Linked DNA regions of Nomascus leucogenys: region 1 is linked to region 2. A link is a contact called in public Hi-C data. All regions are on one chromosome and are shown on one strand. Each heading gives the region's core, a stretch centred on a gene start, on an enhancer-like site or on the middle of the called end of the contact. The rest is flanking DNA. Distances are from core to core; before and after follow the strand shown.

Region 1 (5,391 bases), core at 2,333-4,832, 190 kb after region 2:
TTAGTGGCAGTTTCTTGGGCTCCACAAACACCAAGGACCCACCGAGGCAATTATGGGCCCTAGAGGGGAACCAGGTTTTACTAATGAGCATCACATTTCACCTAGCGGGGGGAGGTGATTCTGCCCCCAGGGGACACGTGGCCATGGCTGGAGTCATTTTCAGTTGTTACCCCTTGGAGGGGATGGAATACTACTGGCATCTCATGGGTGACAGCCAGGGACACTATTCCACATTCTACAGTGCACAGCCCCAAGTGTCAATGGTGATGCGGGTGAGAAACTGCCCTGGAGATTTGGGCTTCCCCTGTTAAAGGTTACTAAGGATCCTGCATATTTCTAGAAAGCTCAAAGAACCATCTCTGAAGTCATCACCTGCCTGGACCTGTTTCTGTATCAGGAAGATAAGAACAAGGACCCTCGCGCTGCCGGTTGGCAGAATGAGAGAGCTGGGATGCTCTGTACAGGCCGGGCTTCAGAGGTATCTGCTTGTGCAATCCCTTCCACCCAGCGTGGTTTAACATGTGGTATCTTTCCAGGTTTGACCTGGGGCCAGCCACCAAGTCCGAGGAAACTTGCTGGAATCCCCCTTGTCCTAAAGCTTGCATTGGTTGTCCCTCATTCTGCCCCCATAATATCTTGTGGCCCCTCTGTCACTGTACTGATGACCTGATCTGAATTCCATTCTTTTTTTTTTTTTTTTTTTTTTTTATTTTTGAGGGTGTCTTGCTCTATCGCCCAGACTGGAACGCAATGGCGCGATCTTGGCACGCTGCAAACTCCGCCTCCTGGGTTCAAGCAATTCTCCTGTCTCAGCCTCCAGAGTAGCTGGGACTACAGGTGCACACCACCACGCCCGGCTAATTTTTGTATTTTTAGAGGAGACAGAGTTTCTCCATATTGGTCAGGCTGGTCTTGAACTCTTGACCTTGTGATTCACCTGCCTCAGCCTCCCAAAGAGATTAGAGGCCTGAGCCACCATGGCCCAGCCTGAACTCCATTCTTTCTGAAGAGGAAGTGCAAGGTTGGGGGGCGGGCACTAGCGTGTCCCTCCTCTGGGGCATAAGGATTCACCTCTGTCCCCAGGAATCTACCAAGTGCCTGGCACAATCAACCCTTGCCTAACTGAAATCTAGGCCCACTCAAAACACACCATTTGGAAGAGATGAGGAATGGGAAGCAGCAAGTTAACAAGTCCGTGTGGGGAGAGAATAATGAATCCTACAGCCAAACACAAAGGGGAGATTCCCACGTCTCTACCTGCTCCACTGAGTCACCAGACTGGACTTGAGGGACAGTACTGCCTCGGGATTTCCAGAAATTTGCAGTTTCCAAAGCTTTGGGAATAGGTGCAATGTGCAAAAGCACCTTTGACACCACAATTTTCTATTTGGATGATGAAGAAGCGGTTAAAAAAAAATCATTTTTGGATACAAACTGTAGAATGGAAAATGGAATAAAAGTAGGATCATCGCAGCCAGGAATGGAGAGTGAGGGTGCCGTGAGGAGTTCAAGGCTGGGAGTTGTGGGACATGGACTGGAGACAAGATAGTGATGAGAAGAGTTGAGTTTCAAGGTTGAAAAACGCTGATGGAGGTCAATTCATTCATTTTGCAGGTGAGAGGTCAGAAACAGGCACAGAGACTTGACCAAAGCCAGGATCTCCAACACAGTGCTCCCTCCACAAGACCCTGCTTGGCCATTCTCTAGCGGTAGGGAAGAGGCGATTGCAGGGCTGTGGGATCAGAAGATCCCGGTCCTGTTCATCGGGGTGTCTTGGCCAGGGCAAGCCTACAGTTCAATGTTTGCAAGAGGCATGACTGTGGGCTGTCACTGCATGTCCTGGGGCAAGCCAGGCCAAAGCCACTTTTCCTAAAGGCCAGGATATTCTGGAAGTGAAGGGGGTGCTTATCTTTCTGTGGCCCTCTTTATATTCAAACTATCCAGGTTCAACTCCTGAATGAGCTATAAACTAAATTTAAGCTGGGATTCCCCAGCCCTTCTGGCAGATCCCAGATAAAGATCCCTACAGTTGGGAAAGGGGAGAAATTAATGCCAGTTAAAAGCACCCTGCACAAAGTCCCTGCCAGGGCCACAAGAGCCAGGCCTGTCAGATGCGAATAACTTTCCTGTCGCCCAGGTCACCTCCGGCGGCTCCTGGACACCTTAAGATTCTGAAGACTCCAACACCAAAAAGCAAACCGAGTTGGGACCCTCTGGCTGGAAAGTGTCCCCACCGGCTCCCACCTCAGACAAAGAGGCAGAGAAGCCATCCCTTAAAGACCCCTGGCCTCCAGGGTGCTCAGGAAAGAAAGGAGGGCTCGTGGCTGTCGTGCCTCTCCAGGGCTGAGCTCAGAGCAACCGAGGGACAGATTTCCTGTATGTCGTTTTACCCATTTAAGTCCAAGGATGAGCTCTGCGGAGGTGGCGACAGTCCTGTACATGAGGGTGCATGCACACTCCCTCTTGAAACACAGTTCCGGCCCCACAACCGGCCCTGAGGTCCCTTCCTTGGATCCAGGGAATCCCAGAATCCCGCTTGTCCTGTCTTAAGGGGAGGGTGGTGAAGTTTCCAAGACGAGGACACTGGCACAGAGGGTGTTGGAACTCGTCCCAGGTCACCCAGCTGTTAAGTGTGAAGTCAGGAGGGACGTGAATCAAGAGGGGAGGGTGGGAGGACGGAATCTCCAGGGGCTGCACCTCAACATCTATCTGCATGGGGCCACTCTAACCCCTTCCTTCTCTTCCCTCCTCTCCGGGCCCTCCCTCCCTAAGCCTACCCTCAGTTCTTACCATGACTTCTACTCCGTTTACTTCCCTTCCAGCTCCCATTTCCCCGATTCCCGATAGCCGGCTGCCGCATCAGTTAGTTCAGAACCCCCCGCATTTACTGAGCGCCCACTGGGGGCCAGGCGCCGCCCTCTTCTCAGGCACCCTTCCTTCAATCGCGCAGGCAGACGTCCCCAGATCGGTCTCGCACCCCTTCCCCCCAACCGCACCCCGGCTGTCCCGCCACTGGCCTTGCCCACTCCCCTAGCCTGGGCCTCTCGTTCCCGCCTCCGTGCCTCCCCACAACGCCGTTTCCTGCGACCCCCCAATTACCACTTAAGCCACGTCCTCTTCAGAGAAGCTGCTCAAAGCCACAAGACTCACCCCCCCCACGCCCGCGAACTCCCTCACCAGCTCCATCCCCATCCACTTTCTCCTTCACCGTCTCGCTTCCACCTCATCCCCAGCAACCTCTTCAAGACCCCCAGGCTCGTTCCCGCCCCCTCGACCCCTGCCGTCGCGTCCCCCATCAGCCCTCAGCTCCGTCCCTCTTCTGCGCAGCCCCCAAAGGCAGGCTTCGAGCTCGAGTCGCCAATCCGAGGCCGCCTGGAACTCACCTGGCCTCGGCCGCCGCGCGCCGCCGGTCCCGGGCCGGGTCCCCGGCCGGACGACCGCCTGCCCGCCCGCCGCTGCTCCGGCCGCTCCGCCCCGCCGCGCCCGCCGCTCCCGCCGCTCCCGCCGCTCCCCCGCGCGCTCCCGCTTCCGGGTTCCGGAGGGGCGGGGACGGGGGCGTGACGCCAGCGCGCCTAGGGGCGGGGCATCGCGAAAAGCCCCGCCCCTACTTTCCGACAGATCAGGCCCCACCCACCGCCCCCACCCCCTACCGCCGATGGTGGGCGAGACCAAGCGCGAGGGGAGGACAGGCGGAGCGCGCGTCTAGGGCTGCGCTCTCCACACTTAGCTGGCGCTGCCTCACGCCTCGCAGCCACCCCTCCTGCGACTCCATAAATGGTCCGACCCGCAAGCAAGGGGGCGGGTCCGGCTTTGAAAAGCCGGCGGGTCGGGCCTTGAGGAGGAAGGCGGGAAAATGGCGGATTCCTCTGGGCGCGGCGCTGGGTGAGCTGGGGCGTCCGCAGGTCTGGATTTGTAGACGCCAGAGGGCTGGAGAGGATGAGCAGCGGAGTTGGGGAGTGGGGACCCTCGGGGTGAGTTCGGGTTCGACCCCGCCAGGAACTGCGCGGGCCCCTGAAGACCCCGATGGCGTGCTGCCTCTGCGCATGCTCCGGAGCGCAGACACCCAACCGGCCCCGAGTTCCGCGTCCTCGGCTGGGACGGTGGGCGATCTCGGGCAAGCGGCCTGACCGCCCAGTGCCTCGCTTTCCTCCGCTACGAAATGGGGCCGATGACGCAGCTCAACCTCGTAGGCGTCGCGTGAGGCTGAAACGCGCTTAGATCGGCGCCTCGGTCTTTACTGTGATGTCGCTCTCGGAATTATCGTTATGCAGTGAACAAGTGGTGGGAGACCAAAGTGTCCCCTTTGATCCTCCCACGCGCTTTATTCTGTGCTCCCAGTTTACTGAGGAGATGATGGAGACCCAGGGAAGGGAAGTGACTTGCCTAGGGTAACACACCATGAACAAGAAAGAAGTTGAATGCTGACCGAGAGCTAGGCATGAATGATCCTGAGGCTATATTTGTCTAGTTTTGTTAATTCTGCCAGTGTTGATTGTGCCAGGTGCAAACTGAAGTGAAATTGGCCAGCAAGAGGAATCCACCGCCCCTTGCCGTAACCGATAGATTGACAGTAGCACCTCCCAGGTACAGGTGCAGTACCTGAGTCTCGCACAGGTTGTAGGGACCCCCCTCAGGTCGCAGCAGGTTCACCCAGGAGCCCATTCGGTTTGAGGCCACAGCCCTAGCTCAGTCCCCCGAGGGAGTCTGTGCTCTTGTCTCTTTCTGGCTCTGAGACTGCCCCGGGGGTGACCTGTGTAAAACCTGTGTGTCTTTGTTTTGCAGAGAGGAAAAAGCAGGTGTGAACAGTTAGGAAGCTGTCGGGTTAGGAGGATCCTGTGGGCGAGCACAGCTGCTGGCACCTGGCGAACATTTGCTAAGTTGCCTCTCCCTGCGGTGGCCTGGAAGTGTCCCCAGCATTGCCTGGGTCTCACTTTGGGGTCCTGGGAGCCCCCTTCAGAGGAGGTGGCCGCAGGGACCAGTGGAGCCACCCTTGGAGATGGGAGCAGGAGTTACAGTGCCCTGGCCTTGGCCCTGCCCCTCCACTTGCCCACCTACTTGCCCCTCCTGTGTTGCTGGTGTCTGTTCTTGGATCCCTTCTCTTCCCACCAGCTCAGGCTGAAATCCTGAAACCCCTAGTCATCCCAGATTCTCCCTCTCCTGCACCCCCACAGCTGATGAGTCAGCGATTCCTATCTCAGGCTCCCTTCTTTCCTATTACATCAGGCTTCATTCTATTTTTATTTTTTTAAATTTATTTATTGAGACGGAGTCTCACTGTCGCCCTGGCTGGAGTGCAATGACGTGATCTCGGCTCACTGCAACCTCTGCCTCCCGGGTTCAAGTGATTCTCCTGTGTCAGCCTCCCGAGTGGGTGGGACTACAGGTGCATGC
Region 2 (5,420 bases), core at 1,487-3,986:
GGCGCCTGCAGTCCCAGCTACTCGGGAGGCTGAAGCAGGAGAATGGCGTGAACCTGGGAGGCAGAGCTTGCAGTGAGCCGAGATAGCACCACTGCACTCCAGCCTGGGCGACAGAGCGAGACTCCTTCTCAAAAAACAAAAAAACCAAAAAACAAAACAAAAACAAAAACAAAAAAAACAAGAAACGCCGTCTCTACTAAAAACACAAAAAATTAGCCAGGCACGGTGGCTGGCACCTGTAGCTACTCGGGAGGCTGAGGCAGGAGAATGGCATGAATCTGGGAGGCGGAGGTTGCAGTGAGCCGAGATCACGCCACTGCACTCCAGCCTGGGTGACAGAGCAAGACTCCACCTCAAAAAAACAAAAAAAATTGGGCAAAGACTAGAGTGATGCAGCCACAATCCAAGGAATGCCAGGAGCCACGAGAGGCTAGAATAGCAAGAAAGGGTCAGGTGGGGTGGCTCATGCCTATAATCCCGGCACTTTGGGAGGCCAAGGCAGGCGGATCACCTAAGGTCAGGAGTTCGAGACCAGCCTGGCCAATGTGGTGAAACGCTGTTTCTACTAAAAATACAAAAATTAGCCGGGCATTGTGGTGGGCACTTGTAATCCCAGCTACTTGGGAGGCTGAGGCACGAGAATTGCTTGAACCAGGGAGGCAGAGGTTGCAGTGAGCCAAGATCGTGCCATTGCACTCCAGCCTGGGCAACAAGAGCAAAACTCCATCTCAAAAAAAAAAAAAAAAAAAAAAAAGACAGACAAAATGAAGAGGCAAGAAAGAATCCTCCCTTAGAGCCTCCAGAGAGACTGTGGCCCTGCCGACACCTGACTTCTGGCCCCAAGAACTGTGAGAGAATAAATTTCTCTTGTTGAAAGCTACCAAGTCCATGGTGACTTGTGGCAGCCACAGGTAACTAATACAAAGGGAATGTTTGCAGAGTGAATCCCAAAAGACAAGATGCTAGGTTCCCTAGCATCTCAGAGCCCCAGGCCACCCCCTCTACTTACCACTTTCTCTGGACAGTTGACCCTTGGTGTCCGAATTTGGACCTCAGGGGCTGGCGGGGGCACCTGCCAGGACTTAGGGCCGACTCCTGAAGTGTTGGGGCTCCCATCGTCAGCACTGGCGGCCTCACCCTCACCCTCGCTGCGGCTGCCCACACTGGCCTGTGCCCCCACTGCGCGGTCCTCAGCCCCTTCAGGATTGGAGCGAGTGCGGGGCCGAGGCTCTGCCGAGTGCTCCTCTTCCTCCTCCTCCTCTTCAGTGGGGCTGCTGGGCTCTGCCACTTCCATGGCTCCTGTGTGGCTAGATGGAACACGGACAGGGGAAGCCAGAATCCTCCCCTTGGGAGTTTTAAAAGCATTTGGTTATGGTCAGGCGCGGTGGCTCACGCCTGTAATCCCAGCACTTTGGGAGGCTGAGGCAGGCGGATCACCTCAGGTTGGAAGTTCGAGACCAGCCTGACCAACATGGAGAAATCCTGTCTCTACTAAAAAGACAAAATTAGCCGGGCGTGGTGGCGCATGCAGATAATCCCAGCTACTCGGGAGGCTGAGGCAGGAGAATCGCTTGAACCCGGGAGCGGAGGCTGCGGTGAGCCGAGATCCCGCCATTGCACTCCATCCTGGGCAAAAAGAGCGAAACTCCGTCTCAAAAAAACAAAAAAAAACAAAAAAACGTGGTTACTAAGAAGGAAGAGGGGCGATGAGCCGCTTACTGATGATGAGTCACTCCTCTTAGGGAGTCAGTTTCCTCAGCTGTAGAATGGGTGTCTTTTACACCTATCAGCCGAGCAGCCACTCCGACATAAGATAACAGTCCCCCCTCTTTTTTCCTTTTTTTTTTTTTTTTTAACGTAGTGCTAGCCCCATGCCCCTACTCGGCCAATGAGCACATCCCAGCTCTCTGGCCACTGAAAATGGCTCAGGGATGGGTACATGACCCAAATCAGGCCATTGAGTGGCAGCTCTGCAACTTCTGACAGTGCCATCAAGGAAAAGAGACTCTCATTAGAGTTGCAGAGCTGGGAGAATAAAGTTGAGAGCTGCGAGGGAACCCTTTTGCCTCTAAGGTAAAAAGCGAAATGGTCTCCACCCAGAAAACTGCAGATCGAATTCTGACCACCTGGACCCAGCTCCTATTAGACCCAATCTATAAGCCACTAACTTCCTTTTTCTTCCTTAAGCCAAATTGAGTAGGGTTTTCTGTTACCTAAAACTGAAAATGTCTTGGTGAATAAAGGAATAATAACCTCTAGGACACCCTCGTGCCTAACGGGTGTCTGCATGAGGGAGAAGCAAAATATTAGTACTGTGGTTCCCTTGGAGAGAAACAGGACGCGAATGGAGCAGTTGGTCTATCTGGGCAATAGGCACGGGCTTCCCAAGATGGTCTTTGAGCGCCTTGCAGTCCCCACACCTCTAAGGAAAACAAAGCTTTAGCGGCAGCAAGAAGGATGGACGCTACACTGCAGGAGAAACCAGAAATAAAGGCGGAAGCCCCAGGAAAGGCGAGGACCTGGATCTCTTGGGGCAAAGGGAGCTGGGTCCCTAGGAACGGACCCCGCACGCTTTCACCACCCAACTTCGGCTCACCGTAGCCTGAGCCTCCTTCTAAATCAGCCGCCGACTCTCTAGGAAGCCGCCATCTTTACAGCCGGAAGTTGTGCGGCGCAGCCCCGACGTCTCCTGGGAAATGTAGTTCAGCGGGCTGCAGAACAAGCGGAGACAGAAACTGGTTGAGACTAGGGAGAACTTGGAAGCTGATCGGCTGAAACTGGGCTAGGGGGTGGGGTTTGGAGTGAGAGCAGCCTGGAGCTGGGTGCTACGGGACCTGGAATGTGATTGGCTACACTGGAGCAAAGTATGAAATGTGATTGGATTAAAAAAATTAGTGAATTTTTTTGTTCTTGGCCGAATCAGACTACAATGGTCAGTGCTTCTACCCTGACAGGCTGAAACGGGGAATAGGGGTGGAGCTTGCAATGTGATAGGCTAAGAGGGACGGAGAAGCCCGATTTAGGGAAAGAGGAGGAGCTGATTGGTGATTGGTGGAGCTGGCTTGAGCCTACGTGTGGGGCAGGTATTCTCATGTGGGTGTGGCCTGAGCATCCAGGGCCCTTCCCAATTACTTAATTCTTGTTCGTTATTTTACATATATTTGCATGAATCAAAAAATACTTACTCTGGTCTTATTGGGTCACTGTAGGTGGAGCGAAGCTAAGTCGGACCTATTTCGAGCCTGCCTCCTTTTTCATGGCTTTTTTTTTTCCTTATTTTTAGAGACGGGGTATCTATCGCTCTGTCGCCCAAACTAGACTGCAGTCACGCGATCCTGGCTAGTCACTACAGCCAAGCGATTTCTCAAGTAGCTAGGACTATAAACGAGGACCACCGCATCAGGCTAAACCAGGCTTCGTTACTTTTTTTTTTTTTTTTTTTTTTTTTTTTAAAGACAGAGGCTCAGTCTGTCCCCCAGGCTGCCGTTGTCTTCTTAGTGCACACTTTCTCTCTTAGTTCCAGGAATATTTACTTATTTTTATTTTTTTGAGACAGAGTCTTGCTCTGTCGCCCAAGTTGGAGTGCAGTGGGTCAATCTCGGCTCACTGCAACCTCCACCTCCAGGGTTCAAGTAATTCTCCTGCCTCAGCCTCCCAAGTAGCTGGGATTAGAGGCATGCACCACCAGGCCCGGCTGAGATATATATATGTATTTTTTTTGTATTTTTAGTAGAGCTGGGTTTTTGTTGTTTTTTTTTTTTTCGTTTTTGTTTTTGTTTTTTTGAGATGGAGTCTCGCTGTGTCGCCTAGAGCGGCTCTTTGAAGGCTCTAAGCCTTTGCCCAGGCAGTTCCTTCTGCCTGGAATGCTGTTCCTCCTGTTGCTTTTCTGGCAAGTTCTTTATCCTTCAAAGCTCACCTTACACAGCCCCTCCGGCTATTCTCGAATTAGAGCCTGGCCAATGTGGCCGGCTTCTCTGACTCTTTAAAAAAAAAAAAACTGAGGGGTTGGGGGCAGTGGCTCACACCTATAATCCCAGCATTTTGGCAGGCCGAGGTGGGTGGATCACGAAGTCAGGAGTTCGAGATCAGCCTGGCCAATATGGTGAAACCCCGTCTCTACTAAAAATACAAAAAATTAGCTGGGTGTGGTGGCACGCACCTGTAATCACAGCTACTCAGAAGGCTGAGGCAGAAGAATCGCTTGAACCCAGGAGGTGGAGGTTGCAGTGAGCCAAGATCGCGCCACTGCACTCGCGCCACTGCACTCCAGCCTGGGTGACAGAACAAGATTCCATCTAAAAAAATAAAATAAATAAATAAACTGAGGCTTCAAGTGGCTCTTAAATGTTTCTGGGGCTGGTGGGGTCGGTGGCTCATGCCTGTAATCCCAGCACTTTGGGAGGCTGAGGTGGGTGGATCACCTGAGGTCAGGAGTTTAAGACCAGCCTGGCCAACATGGCAAAAACCCATCCCTAGCCGGGTGCGGTGGCTCATGCCTGCAATCCCAGCACTTTGGGAAGCTGAGGCTGGAGGATTACTTGAGGTCAGGAGTTCGAGACCAGCCTGGTCAACATGGTGAAACCCTGTCTCTGCTAAAAATACAAAAATTAGCTGGGCATTGTGGTGGGCACTTGTAATCCCAGCTACTCGGGAGGCTGAGGTAGGAGAATTTCTTGAACCCAAGAGGTGGAGGTTGCAATGAGCCAAGATTGCGCCACTGCACTCTAGCCTGGGCGACAGAGCGAGACTCCATCTCAAAAAAAAAAAAAAAAAAAAGAACCGTCAGCCCACAGTGAAGAGAAGTTCACAGCGGAGCCAAATAAAAACCATCAGCTCGGGGGAACATTCTAGCTCTTTTTTTTCTTTCTTTTTGAGATAGAGTCTTGCCTTGTTACCCAGAATGGAGTGCAGTGGCGTGACCACGGCTCACTGCAGCCTCAACTTCCAGGTGTTAAGCAATCCTCCCACCTCAGCCTCCTGAGTAGCTGGGACTACAGGTGTACGCCACTACTCCTGGCTAATTTTTATATTTTTGTAAAGACGGGGGTCTCGCCATGTTGCCCAGGCTTGTCTTAAACTCTTGGACTCAAGCAATCTGCCTTCCTCAGCTTCCCAGAGTGCTGGGATTACAGGCGTGAGCCAAGTGCTCGGCCCATTCTAGCTCTTGAGAAATAAAATCCAAGAGTCAGAGCTAGAAGGGCCATGAGCTTGGAGGCTGAGATAAGGAGGGGCTGAAACCTTGGGAGTCAGGTATGTGTGCCCTGCTAGGGCTGCAGGAAGCCGCTGTCCCCAAGAAGGAAACAACACAATAACAAGTCACGTGACCAGGGGAGGGGGTTTCCTGTTTCCCGGCCCCTCCCAGGCCAGGCTTGGCCAGCCCAGGCCTGAACAGGCAGTGGCCAGAGTGACCCCAACAGAGT

What was found. A called contact is a pair of places that touch in the nucleus more often than the background predicts.
Region 1: a contact with region 2 is called in a Hi-C map of a lymphoblastoid cell line, with 6 times the contacts expected there. The contact joins the promoter of HAUS8 here to the promoter of BABAM1 in region 2. A contact is called at or near these places in 2 of 4 Hi-C or Micro-C datasets (both in a lymphoblastoid cell line).

Annotation. Positions count from the first base shown.
Region 1 is chr10:54,097,209-54,102,599 of Asia_NLE_v1, forward strand. It overlaps HAUS8 (HAUS augmin-like complex subunit 8), which reads left to right and starts at 3,583. Exons shown (of 11, transcript XM_003275801.3): 1 at 3,583-3,882. The coding sequence starts at 3,854. It overlaps MYO9B (unconventional myosin-IXb), which reads right to left and starts at 3,481. Exons shown (of 40, transcript XM_030820503.1): 1 at 3,384-3,481.
Region 2 is chr10:53,906,520-53,911,939 of Asia_NLE_v1, forward strand. It overlaps BABAM1 (BRISC and BRCA1-A complex member 1), which reads right to left and starts at 2,737. Exons shown (of 9, transcript XM_030820488.1): 1 at 2,597-2,737; 2 at 1,010-1,345. The coding sequence starts at 1,294. USHBP1 (Usher syndrome type-1C protein-binding protein 1) reads left to right here and starts at 5,415. Exons shown (of 8, transcript XM_030821766.1): 1 at 5,415-5,420.